Linked DNA regions of Sus scrofa: region 2 is linked to region 1. Evidence: chromatin contacts called from public Hi-C data. All regions are on one chromosome and are shown on one strand. Each heading gives the region's core, a stretch centred on a gene start, on an enhancer-like site or on the middle of the called end of the contact. The rest is flanking DNA. Distances are from core to core; before and after follow the strand shown. Region 1 has its middle 26 kb from the start of DNAJB8. Region 2 overlaps EEFSEC (selenocysteine-specific elongation factor).

The links. A called contact is a pair of places that touch in the nucleus more often than the background predicts.
Region 2: a Hi-C map of alveolar macrophages shows a contact between it and region 1, with 2.1 times the contacts expected there. The contact joins two enhancer-like sites. A contact is called at or near these places in 2 of 5 promoter capture datasets (fetal skeletal muscle and liver) and 4 of 47 Hi-C or Micro-C datasets (alveolar macrophages and embryonic fibroblasts).

Annotation. Positions count from the first base shown.
Region 1 is chr13:72,033,280-72,039,080 of Sscrofa11.1, forward strand. No RefSeq gene overlaps it. Among named protein-coding and RNA genes, the nearest start is that of DNAJB8, 26 kb to the left of the region's middle. Within about 2 kb of position 3,127, at least 3 of the 83 cell types and tissues checked have an H3K27ac peak or open chromatin away from gene starts, as enhancers often do. A contact at or near this core is called in alveolar macrophages, where this site is marked.
Region 2 is chr13:72,178,684-72,184,635 of Sscrofa11.1, forward strand. All of the region lies in intron 1 of EEFSEC (selenocysteine-specific elongation factor), which reads right to left. Among named protein-coding and RNA genes, the nearest start is that of RUVBL1, 15 kb to the right of the region's middle. Within about 2 kb of position 1,893, at least 5 of the 83 cell types and tissues checked have an H3K27ac peak or open chromatin away from gene starts, as enhancers often do. A contact at or near this core is called in alveolar macrophages, where this site is marked.

The sequences.
Region 1 (5,801 bases), core at 1,877-4,376:
TAGTAAATGCCCCAACTGTTTTTTAGGTGGCTGCCATAGAGCATTTAGTGAGCACCTGCTGTGTACCCCTTTCATTCTTACCTTTACCCAGCGAGGCAGGTCCTAACAGTCATTGCATTTTGTGGTGGCACAGAGAGAGTGAGGCACTTGCTCCAGGCCTCACTGTGTCCCATATCTGTCTGCGCTGTTAAAAGCAGGGCTGCTGTGGGGGTGAGGTCTGGGAACCAGCCACTTGGTCATATGACCTATTCTGCTGGTGGTCTGTGGAAGCTGTGGGAAGGATCTGGACCTGACTCTCCCTGGATAGAGGTCAGCCTATGACTCCCAGATATGGTGGCCATGGCGGCAACTGTCCCTGTGTCCTGGGCAACTCTCATCAGGGGACAGGCCATTCCAAGCTGCCCCAAGGCCCTAGCAAGTAGGCAGGAAACTTTAGTCCAATTACTGGTCAAAAGATCAATGAACCAATGAACAAGAGATGACAGCCAACAGCAGCTGGGACACTTCAGGGCACAGGGTTGTGGTCTGGGCCTAGTTTCTTAGGGTGCTATCTGGGGACCTGTCTGTGATGCCCCCTGGGAGGAGAGCCCTGACACTGCCCCAAGTCCCTGAAGTTGTCCCAGGGCCCAGGGGACAGCAGAGCTGCAGGTCCAGATAGCAGACCTGAGACCCACCAGTGGGTCCCCCAGAGGCGGCCAACACTTTGCTGGGCTCCATGTTGGTGGATGTCCTAGAGTTGCTGCTTGTCTCAGCTGTCGGGTGGATCACCCTGTGCGGAGGTGTGTGGGCAGAGGCTGGGCTGGGAGGCACACAGCAACAGTGGGGCCCATACTCTGGAGGAAGTGGGGTCTGGAGCACGTGGTGTCTGCAGGTGGGCTCTGCAGGGCAGCCTGGCCCCTCAGTTCTGTGGCGATGGGGAGATAGGCCAAGGCTGCCAGGCCCCCTGGAGGAATGCGTCCGCCCCGTGCTCATAAACCTGCTCTTCCTCCTCCTGTGTGTGCTGGGAGAGGTCATTCAGAGGTCACCCTCAGGAAAGGTTGGCATAAGAGGCGGGCTGGCCAGCTCTAGGCTGCTCATAGCCCTGGGCTGTGCAGCCCCATAGTGGACCTGGGCTGGGTGGGCAGGGAGAGAGCCAGGGAGCTCTGCAGGGTGCGTCTCAGGGGCTATGTCTGGCCCGGCCCAAGTTCAAATTCTTGGGGATCTTGGAGGCCATTCACCAGAGGCCCTGGAGTCTGGAGCTTCCCCCACTGTGGGGTGAGCCTCTGCTGGCCAGTAGATGGGCTGAGCTCAGCCTGTCACCCTCCCTGTGCCTGGGCCTCAGCAGGGTGTGGGTCTGGAGAGGGTGGAGGCGGCAATGTGGCCCCCCTATTGTGCCCTGCCAGGGAACAAGTCTGAGGATGCCACACTGGCTTGGGGACGCGGGTGTGGGTGGACCTCCCAGGACTGTGCAGGCATGTATGGCTGTGCTTAGGGCACCTCCAGGGAAGGTGCAGTCAGGGGGCTAGGGGCCCAGGCTGAAGGGGAAGGGACACCTCCTGGGCACCAACCTCTTTCCCTCCAGGCACCTCCTTGGAGTGGTAGGAGGAGGCGGAGGTTCTGAAAAAGGACTGCAGGGAAGAAGGGCCTTCCCACTTCCCACCTCAGGGATTCTCCTGCCACCTCCAATGTGGCTATCCTGACATCAGACTATGACTGTGAGTCATGAGCCTCACCCTCCCTGCTGTGGACACGAAGCAGGGAGGCCAAGTACACACTGAGCTCCATGGTGCCATCAAAGAGCGAGGGGCCCAGGGAGGGTGGGCTGGGCCCCTTCCATCAGCGATGGGCGTATAGGGGTCCCAGAGCCTCAGATGCCCTCTCCTAGTGAGGCCTGAAGGCCGTGGCCCCACCTTCCCCAGCCCACCTGCCAGGTTGAGCCCTCTCCCGGAAGGGCAGGGGCTGTTCTCCTGTGTGCAGTGAGGAAGGAAATTGCAAATTAATCTTTATTTCCATCTTGGAAGAAAACCTTAATTCTCAGCATGGAAATGATCCTCGTCATCCCAGGGAATCAATTATGGGCTTTAATTGCAGTCAGTCCTGGCCAATCAGAGCTGGGCCGTACCCACAGACCCCCCTCATCGCTCCCTGCCTCTGGGGCCCTTCCCGGCTGCACTCTGCGCTCTGGGACCCTCGGTATCTCTGGTTGCTCTAATTTCTCTGTCTCTCTTGGAGCCTCTTTCACTCTTTCTCTCCCGCAGCATGTCTCTGTCTCTCGCATCCCCCCTCCCCCTCATAGGGCGCAGGCCCCAGGAGGGCTTCCTCCTGCAGTCCTCTGGCCTCTGCGCTATAGCTTCGAGGTCACCTGTCAGTCACCTGCAGGTGACCTCAGGCTGGCCTTCCCTGTCCAGGTCTGGGGCCCCTGGCTTCTCTGTGCACTGCACTGCCCAGAGGCTTGGCAAGGGCTTCTAGCCAGGAGCAGGCAGGCTGGGCCCCGCCCGGCCGCCTCAGTGTTTCCACCCGAGATGTGGGCATCCCTGGGACTGGTCTCCTCTCACCACCTTCCGGCCACCGGGAGATGCTTGTCTTTTTATCAGTGACGCCCTGTGACTCTGACAACCGTCTCTCCTTATCAGCAGCCCACCCGGCTGTCCACAGGGTGGGGGTGGCCTCCGCCTGCCCACATGTCCACACGCGCACCCAGACCCCTGTTCCCAGGCCAGCTCTGCACCAGGACCTGGGTGGGGCATGTGCACTATGCCCCATGGGCTTGAGCTGGCAGCGCCACTACCCACCTCCCCGAGGGTCCCCTGTGCTGGGCAGCTGGGCAGAGCCCCAACCTCACCCTCCTGCCTCAGTTTCCCTCTGTGTGGTGATTCCAGGAAGCAGGGCCTCTACTCCCCTGACCTACAACCCCATGCCTCCCCAGGATGGGCCCGCTGAGCACCATGGAGTCAGCAGGTGAGCAGGAGGGCCCAGATGAAGAGTCTCCCCCTGCCACCCTCCTGCATACTGAGAACGGTGTGATGCTGCTGACGGAAGGCCCCCACTAGCCAGCGCCATATCTGATTAGGCAGTAAATTGCTTCATCTCATACCGCACCCCTTGCACAACCATTCTCCCAGGCTTACTTCTACTTCTGCTGGGACCTTGCTGAGGGCTCCACCTACTGACCCGGCCCTGGTCATCTCAAGCCACGTCCATTGACCCAGGCCTTACAGAGCACGCCCTGATTCTTCTTCTCTCCAGCCTGGCCTGGCATGCCCCAGACCACCCCTGAGCCCAAGGTCCCACGTGTCCCAGGAGCTGCAAGGTTGGACTCAGGAGGCCCAGAGAGCTAGCAAGGTGTCCTGAACTCCAGCCTGCTATGGCCTGACATGTGGCCTGATGTGTGCCCAGGGTCCCAGGTCCTCACCCTCCTGCCCCCTCATGTGCTCATCAGTGCCAAGGCAGGTGCCCACCGCATCCCCCCTCCCTGGCCTTGGCTCTGACCCCTCCTTCCTGGAAGCCTGTCCTCCCAAACATGGATCTGAGCAGTTCCCTTGTGATCACAGTGGATGTGCAGGTGCTGGTCTTGGGGTGCTGGTGAGGATCGTGGTGACAGTCTAGGGATATGATAAAGAACCAGCTAGGGTTACAAGCTGGGAGGGCACAGCCTGGCCTCTGTGGTCCCAGCTCTGAACACCTTGGTAAATTTGAACTTCCAAGGCCTGCCTAGAGCTCTAGGGGAGGCCTGGTTCCTACAGCCCCCTGGCATGTCCCCACCTTTCTATGTCCCCAGGATGGGATGAGGACGAGCCCCCAAAAGCTGCAGGATGGGGCTGAGAGGGTGTGACCATGAATGGGGACAGGTGCCAGGGAGGACAGATGTCAAGAGGAAGGGGGGGTAGTGGGAGCCAGCTGGACTCCACTGGCACCCTTTGCAGGTGATGAGGCTCACAGACTCCGCCTCCCCATTGGCTCTCCTACCTACCCCCACTTCGGCCAGCTGCCCAAGCAGGGGCCAGGCCTCGGGATGTGGCAGATGAGAGAGGGGAAGTGGACTTGGGCTCATCTGTGAAGGACGAGGGAGAGATGGATGTGGATATGCAGAGGCAGAGGCAGCACAGGAAGAGGATGGGAAGGGGGTGGGGGGAGGCAGGGTGTGTGCTGGGGGGATGGTGCGTGGGGGGATGTGTGCCAGGGGTGGGAGCACACAGCCTCCAGCAACCCACACAGCTCCTCCAAAGGCCCCAGTCAGCCCCATGAACATGGCTGTGACAGCAGTGCCTGGCCACAGGCACCTTGACAGCCACCTGCCTGACTCAGTGGGCTCCCAGCGAGCATTTATCTAGAGCCCAGCTGTGGCTGCAGGATGCGGCCATTTCTCTTTGCGGCACTGTCTCCCCACCAGACCCCATGATAACACTGGGGGTTGAGCAACCCCTCCTGGGTGCACGACCTCTAACCTGTTGGTGGATGGGGGTCAGGGGCAGCTGCACTGCACAGAGGAGGCTGCTGAGCCACTTGACTTGGGGGGCGGGGCACAGATGTGGGGTCCAGGCGGTGCTCAGTCAGTGTGGAGTGACCAGCTTCAGGCTTCTTCCCAACTCTGTCCCAACTCCTGAGTTCCATCCCTTATGTGAATCCCCACACCTCCCAGGGCCCCAGCCTGCACTGCCCCTCTGCTTGCTCTCACTGGCCAGTCATGAACTGGCCTGGGAGGCCTCCTCTAACCTATCTGTCCCTGTCCCTGCCCCTCGGAGAGGGACTGGGATTCAGCTAGGAGCTGTTGGGCAGCTGCAGGTCAGGGGGAGAGTCTCTTGAGCCCCATCTGACACACTTTCGTGCCTCTGCCCTTCAAGGCCTCTGCCTGCCTAGCCTGCCTCCCCAGCTGCCCCCATTGCCTCCCTGCCCACCACTGGCTTTCAGCAGAGGGAATGGGGCTCCGACAGCGACCCCTGCAAACCCAGGAAGCACTGTACCCCACCCCCAACACCCCTGGCTGCCCGGCTGCCTCCCACAGTCAAGCCCTGGTACTGGCTGAGCTGGACTAATTAATGGCTCGACTCCGTTATCAGGCAAGCATTAATTATTCTTTTTAATCACGGCTGCCATGTGCAGACTCCTGGAGGCCCAGCTAGGGCTAGGGGGAGACTAGGGGGCCGTGACCTCATCCTTCCTCACACAGCCTCCCCACGACATGCTCTCCAGAGCTGCCCCCACTCCTGCTGCTTCCTCTGCAAATTCCTTTCCTTTCAGGACCTTGTCCAGAGGCCTCTCTCAGCCTAGCCATGCCCACAGGGGATGGGCATGAACTGGGAACCAGGGTGCTGTGCTCAGGGCTGGCCTTAGCCTCCGGAAGGAACCTGGAAATTCTAAGCCCCATGGGGTGCTGGGGAGGCCCAAGGCGAGGCCAACACTGAGAGGGTTCCAGGCCACCTTGAGGAAGCTCTGGGTCTGCGGAAAGCAGAGACCCCTGGGAAGAGGCCAGAGGGACACACTGGCCCCAGACACACGTGTCTGCACCCTGTACACACTAGACTCTGCACCTGCCTCTTCACCCACAGACATGCCAGACGTCCAGCCTCCCCAAGCACATGAGGGCGAAGCCTCCCCAAGCACATGAGCCACACCCCCTGGAGACCAAGGTCCAGTGTCCACCAGACATGGACACACACAGACGCCTGGGCCGAGCACACGTGCACATACACTGCCCAGCGCAGGAGGCCTGGGAGAACAGAAGCTGCCCCTTGTCCTGCCCCAGGCCCCCAGCTTCCCATTGACGAGGCTTTATCTGTCAAAAATATATTAACCCAGAAGCCTGTTTCCATCAGAGTCTCGAT
Region 2 (5,952 bases), core at 643-3,142, 140 kb after region 1:
AAGGGAGCACTTCAGAATGGTTATTCAATCTGAATTTTACAGATAGCAGGGAAATATTTTCTCACAGAATGCCCCTATCTGCACCATCATATCGCTCCGATGTGCCGTTCATGTCTTTCATTGCAGGAATTCTCACTCAATTTTGCTCCATTCTGAGCTGACGGTGACCCAGAGTATACAAGGCATTCAAGAATCTGCCTGGAAATTACTACCAAGGAACATCTGTCCCGTTCCCCACTCGCCAACACTGCCTTGGGGAGTGAAGATGGAAAACGACTTAGAATCCACAAGCAGAAGCAACTTTTCATTCCCCTTACAAACCAGGCTCCTTTGGAAATTGAGGGTTCCAGCATTTTTCAAAAATTATGTTTCTGGAAAAACATGACGTGAGTCTCTTTTGAAAGCCTCCGCTCGGGCTTCCTTTCTACCCAGACACTTCTAATAAAAGCCAGGGCAGGCTTCACGGGAAAGCAAACAAGAACGCCACCATGGCTCTCTGCACTGCTGCTGTCAAATTCAAATTTTGTATCAAACGCCACAGATCAATTAACGACCATGAAGGGTATCACACATGCTAACATAGCCACCGCACATATCGCATCCATCCTGCTGATGCCCTCACCTTGGAAGATTTATGGGGTAACCAGAAAAGATTAGAAGAAGACCTCTGACTTCACATAGGCTAAGCCTGGAACCCAGTGCTCCCTCAACAGCTTTGGGAAGGCCACGCAGTTGTGCCCCCACCTAGACTTCCTCCTGCCTTGCTGACTGCTCAGAAGGGATGAGCCACAGACACAGTGAATCAGATAAAGGAACAGCCATCATGTCTTCGACTCTGGTCTCACCTCCATCAACCCCCCATCCTACACACCCATCACTGGTCGGGCAGAGGGACCAACATCACAACCTCAACTCCCCATCACACGCCCAAAGCCCTAAGGACGTTTCCTCTGATACAACCGCCCAAGCAAGGCAATCACTTGTAGTGCAGGTATGCAACCTTGCCACTGGGCTGCCCAGAGAAGGGTCCACGGCGAGCTCCTCCCACCCCCTACCCCCACTACCTTGGGGTGCTGGCCTGGCAAGCTCTTTGGGGTTTTTGCATCTTAGAGGCACCTGAAAACAGTAGTTCCAGGTTGATGGAAACAAAGAGGATGTGAAACCCCAAATCTGGTCTGGGGGCCTGGGGTGGGGGCTATGCACCAATTCATGTCTCTCTGCCTTGAAAGCCACTCCTAAAAAAAAAAAAAAAAGTTGAAACTGGGCAAATGCTTATACAAAAGCAGACATGCCTAGTTCAGCCAGAACCTCTTTCCTCTGGGCAGAGGGCCATCACCTTTTTTTCCTCCTGGAAATTCCCTCCTTTAGTTAACATCATGAACTTGCAGAAAAAAGAAAACGGAGTGTAGAGGGTTGACGACTGAGCCCACATCTTCAAATGCTTTAAAGTTAAGTCAGATAATCTTTACACTGATGTGAAAGGGGGAGACTATACATTTGACCCCTTGCTTCAAAAAGAAATCTTTCCATATGGTTTTTAATTGGAAAGCAGTTGTTTTGTTTTCCCAACACTCTTTAACCTCTGCCATTGTAGGTACAAGGCTGCAAACCATATTTCCATTGATTAAAAAAAATAAAAAATAAACGTTGCAAGAAACAATATTTTTCTTTTTAAGGAAAAAAGGATAGCAAGCAACTCTTTTCTGAGGGTCAAGCGTTTAAAGATGTGTATGGGAAGCCGCCATGGCTGTGGCGATGGCTGTAGCTCATGGTTTATTTTGTCTTGGAAAAGCCCGAGGTCCTTCTAACTCTGCTGACCTGTTACCCTAATACCAGCATCTCCATCCAAGACCGCAAGCAAACACTGCCCTCTTGTGCACCAAACAGTCTGAGCCCATGGAGATGTTTCCACCCACTGCCCGCCCCTTGACAGCTCACAGTGCACAGCTGCCTCTCGCCGGCGTCAGGAAAGGAGGACACACATCTGACACCAGGGTGCTTGCTAGAATGTCCCCAGACTGGCTTTCGAGAAAGACTGTGAGGTAAGAGGAAGAGGCTAAGATTTAGCTGAAGAAATCAGACCAAAAATAACTGACTCTTATCTCTCGTAGCAAAGATTCATTCCTCAAAAAGAAACTCTTGGTTATCGTGTCAAGTTTTCTCATTGTATACTTCTAAAAACTTTTAGAAATGACTAGGGAGTCTACAATAATGAGTATATAGTACTTCTTTTTATCTAGGAAATATTTGCCAGAAAAAGATTCTATTTGATTCCAAAGGCGGGGGAGTGGGGAGGCAGGGAGAACCCAGGTTGGCGTTTCTCAGAGAACCCCCAAAGGTCATAACACCTCTTCTTTTTGATGAGCCTTGACCTGGTAGGGTTCCTTGTAAACACTTCTTCAGCCTGGGGACAGGGCTCTGTGCCCAGAAGGCCAAAGTGGCATCTCAAGAGAGCCTTAAAGGATGTAAACTACTGTTCCCTTGCTAAAGAACTTGACAAAAGCAGGAGTTCCCGTCGTGGTGCAGCAGAAACGAACACAAAGGGGAACCATGAGGTTGTGGGTTCTATTCCTGGCCTTGCTCAGTGGGTTAAGGATCCGGCGTTGCCATGGGCTGTGGTGTAGGTCACAGACAATGGCTCAGATCTGGAATTGTTGTGGCTGTGGTGTAGGCCGGCAGCTGTAGCTCTGATTTGACCCCTAGCCTGAGAACCTCCATATGCTGCGGGTGAGGCCCTAAAAAGCAAAAAAAGAAAAAAGAACTTGTCAAAAGCAAAGGCAAAGATCCAGCCTCTGAGGCAAGGCCTGCTTGGCAGGAGCCTCCAAGGTAAGGCCCTGGTCTTTTCTGAGTGCACCTCCAGCTCTGCTCACAAACACAAACCACCCAGAAGCTGCACCCACTCCTCCACCTATTGGGCACTCCAGGATGTGCCAAGTCTCATGCCAAACTTACTTCTTGGGGAAAAAGGAAAAACATGCCCCCAGTGCATGACCTTCAGCCTGGTGGGCACCTCAGAAGGAAGAGAGATGAAGAGAATGTTCTGGGGAGTGCCTCCATGGGCTGTGACCAGGAGTCAGAAGGTGGGCTGGGTGCCTGCAACCTCAGCTCTTTCACTCACTGCCTGGGATGTCCAGCACTTGGACCAGCAGTTCAGGAACTTGTTCTCAGCCTTCAACTGGCCTGTGAAGCATAGGCAGTCAATGAGCCAGTGTTAAGCAGCCACCCACAACCACACAGTAGTGACCACTGTCCATCCACCTCATGCTAGGGCTACCTGCCGCCTCCTGTTCCACGTTAGCCCCTCTCTCGACCATGGGAAGGTTTGCGTACAGGACTAGAAACAGGACTCAGGGTGCATGAGGCCTAGAGTTTGGCCACACCTAGGTGATACAGGAGGCTGACTGTGGCCCTCCCGCCCACTCTCTGTCCTATCAGAACAGGACATGCAGCCGCTTTATCCTCCAGCAAAACTGAGACTGACACAGACACCAAATAAACATATACGTCCAGGTATGCTGGCCCCACACCAGGTTTCCTTTGTGGACGCTGGCTCTGCCACAGTCAGCGAGGCTGGGGCCCTCACAGGTGGAGCAGCCTGACAGTCTCATGCCCCAAACCTATATGCTGCCCCCTCCCACCAGCCCAGTGCCCAGAACTGCTCACCCTGCCAACCGCAGCCAGCTAAATCTCCTCGGAAAGGCCTTCCCAGCCTCCAGGCTAACACAGGTCCGCCACACCCACCAGGCCCTCTCTGGGCACACTGCCCCTAGACACCAGGCTGTAATGTCACACACTTCCAGGCTTTCCTGTGGGGAAACCCAAGAACTGAATGTGAAAAGGGAAGGCGCAGCATCCAGCCTCTGCCCTTTGGCCCAGGAGAGGGAGCATCTTAACACAAATGTGCTCACACTCTACGGGGTGTGGGCCCCAAGTCCACAGCCAGCCTCCCAGGTTCCTAAAAACCTGCTGCTCCAGGAAATTTACATTCAGGAGGAACTCAGGCCCCAAGCTTGACCACAAGGGAGAGGAACCACTTCTGGTCACACTGGGTCACCCACTGAATGCTGACAGGCCCAGCCCACCTCTGGAGGTCTCCCTGGCCCTCACCTTCGCAGGCTGCTTGCAGGACACCCTGGCCGGCCACAGGCTTGCATTATGCTCATTTCCCCACCCCCAGGCTCGGGGGCAAGTTTAAACGTCCTCGTCCTGTCTCAGATCAGGTCTGAATTAATACCCTTCCTCCAGAGAACTCCAGTAGCAAAGTGAAAACAGACGCACCAGACAATGCCCTTTGAAAGCCCCAGCAGGAAGGGCTGGTGACAATGCAGCCCCAGGCTCTGAAAGAAACCTTAAGGTTAAAGGTTCACAGAGGCAGAAGAATTACCAAAGTACAAGTTTGTTCAAATTTCCTCCGGCAGATTTCAACAACCAGGGTCAAGCTGAAGATCGCAGGCAAAAACCTATGAGACAACTCAGCCCCTTTGAACTGCGTGGAGAAAGGAAAATATACGGTCTGGGAGGGATCTATGTTATAGCTTTGAAAAATGTTCTTGAAAAGGTCACCCCTGTTAACTCAAAATCAGCCTGCTGAAGGATGTCTGAAAACCGCTTCTCTGAGACAATAGGGCTGCAGGTCTCACTGTGTGCGGGGAGCCGCAGGGTTGCCATGTCCCAGCATCAGTGTGCGACCCTCTGTGGGCCGTGAAATTAACCACCAGCATGGCCTGAATCTGCTCTGAGTTAAACTACTTTGCTACGCAAAGTGGCCTGAAAATGAAATATGAGGATTGAATTTCCACTGAAAGATTAACTTGTCTAACCTCCAGGCAGGCTTGCTCCACCATGAACCCTGTGTGGCCAGTGGATTATGGCCCCACATAAGGCGGCAGGAGACAATCTGCTCATCAGCCTGCCCTTGGTGCTGGAGCTGGATGAGACCAGGGCCATCCTCGAAGGGCCCAGGCCCAGTGGAGTACAGTCTAGTAAATGACGATGACAGTAGATGGGAGATGATGGGGTCCTGGGGCCGCATACGACGGGGCCAAGGGGCAACAGTAAGGCTTCCCAAAAAGTGCTGCAGCCTGAAGATGCCACAAGAGATTCAGCCTGTCTGTCTGTGCAGAGATCTGCAAGCAGTTCCTTAAGCCTGGAGTCCTGAGAGGCAGAGACCTTGTCCCCGCAAGAGGGACCCTGTGGGCCTGCTGCGTGCAGAGTTTTGCCTTCGCACCAATGCAGAGCAAGCAAAGGCTTTCAGATGGGGAGTAAAGCAATCAAAACAATCATATTAGCTGTTTAGAAAGCACTCCTGGCTACAAAGAGAAGCACAGTTTCAAAAGGGGGCTGGAATCAGAGAGACATGATGGCAGGCAAGCTTGTCCAATGCAGAGCGACCAGAGGCCTATCCAGGGAGCCGCTGCAGTGACAGGCAGAGGGGGCTCAGAAAGCAGAAGAGGTGGTAAGGATTCCTGAGAAGGTGAAGGAAGATGTGTTGAGGGTCACGTCAATGGCCAACGGCTGGGGAAGGATGGCAGTGCCACTCACTGTGAAGGGGGGTGTGGGTACGGTGTCTTGCAGATGTAGTCTGGGGGCCTGTGCATTCGCTGACGGGGAAGCCAGCCCAGTAGGCACCTGGACAGCAGGTCAAGAACAGCTATTGAAATCTGAATTAAGTGAAATTACATAAAATGACAATTTCAGTTCATTAGTTGCACAGGCCACAGTGCCAAGAACTCCACAGCCTCCCTCGACTGATGGTTGCCACTCTGGACAGCACTGTTAACGGATATTCCCATCATCACAGAGACTCCTGTAGGATGGTGCTGGGCAAGCCCTGCAGAGTCTTTCTCTCTTTTTCTTTTCTTCTTTCTTTTTTTTTTTTTTTTTTTTTTTTTTTTTTTTTTTTTTTTTTTTTTTTTAGGGCCACTTCCGAGGCATATGGTGGTTCCCAGGCTA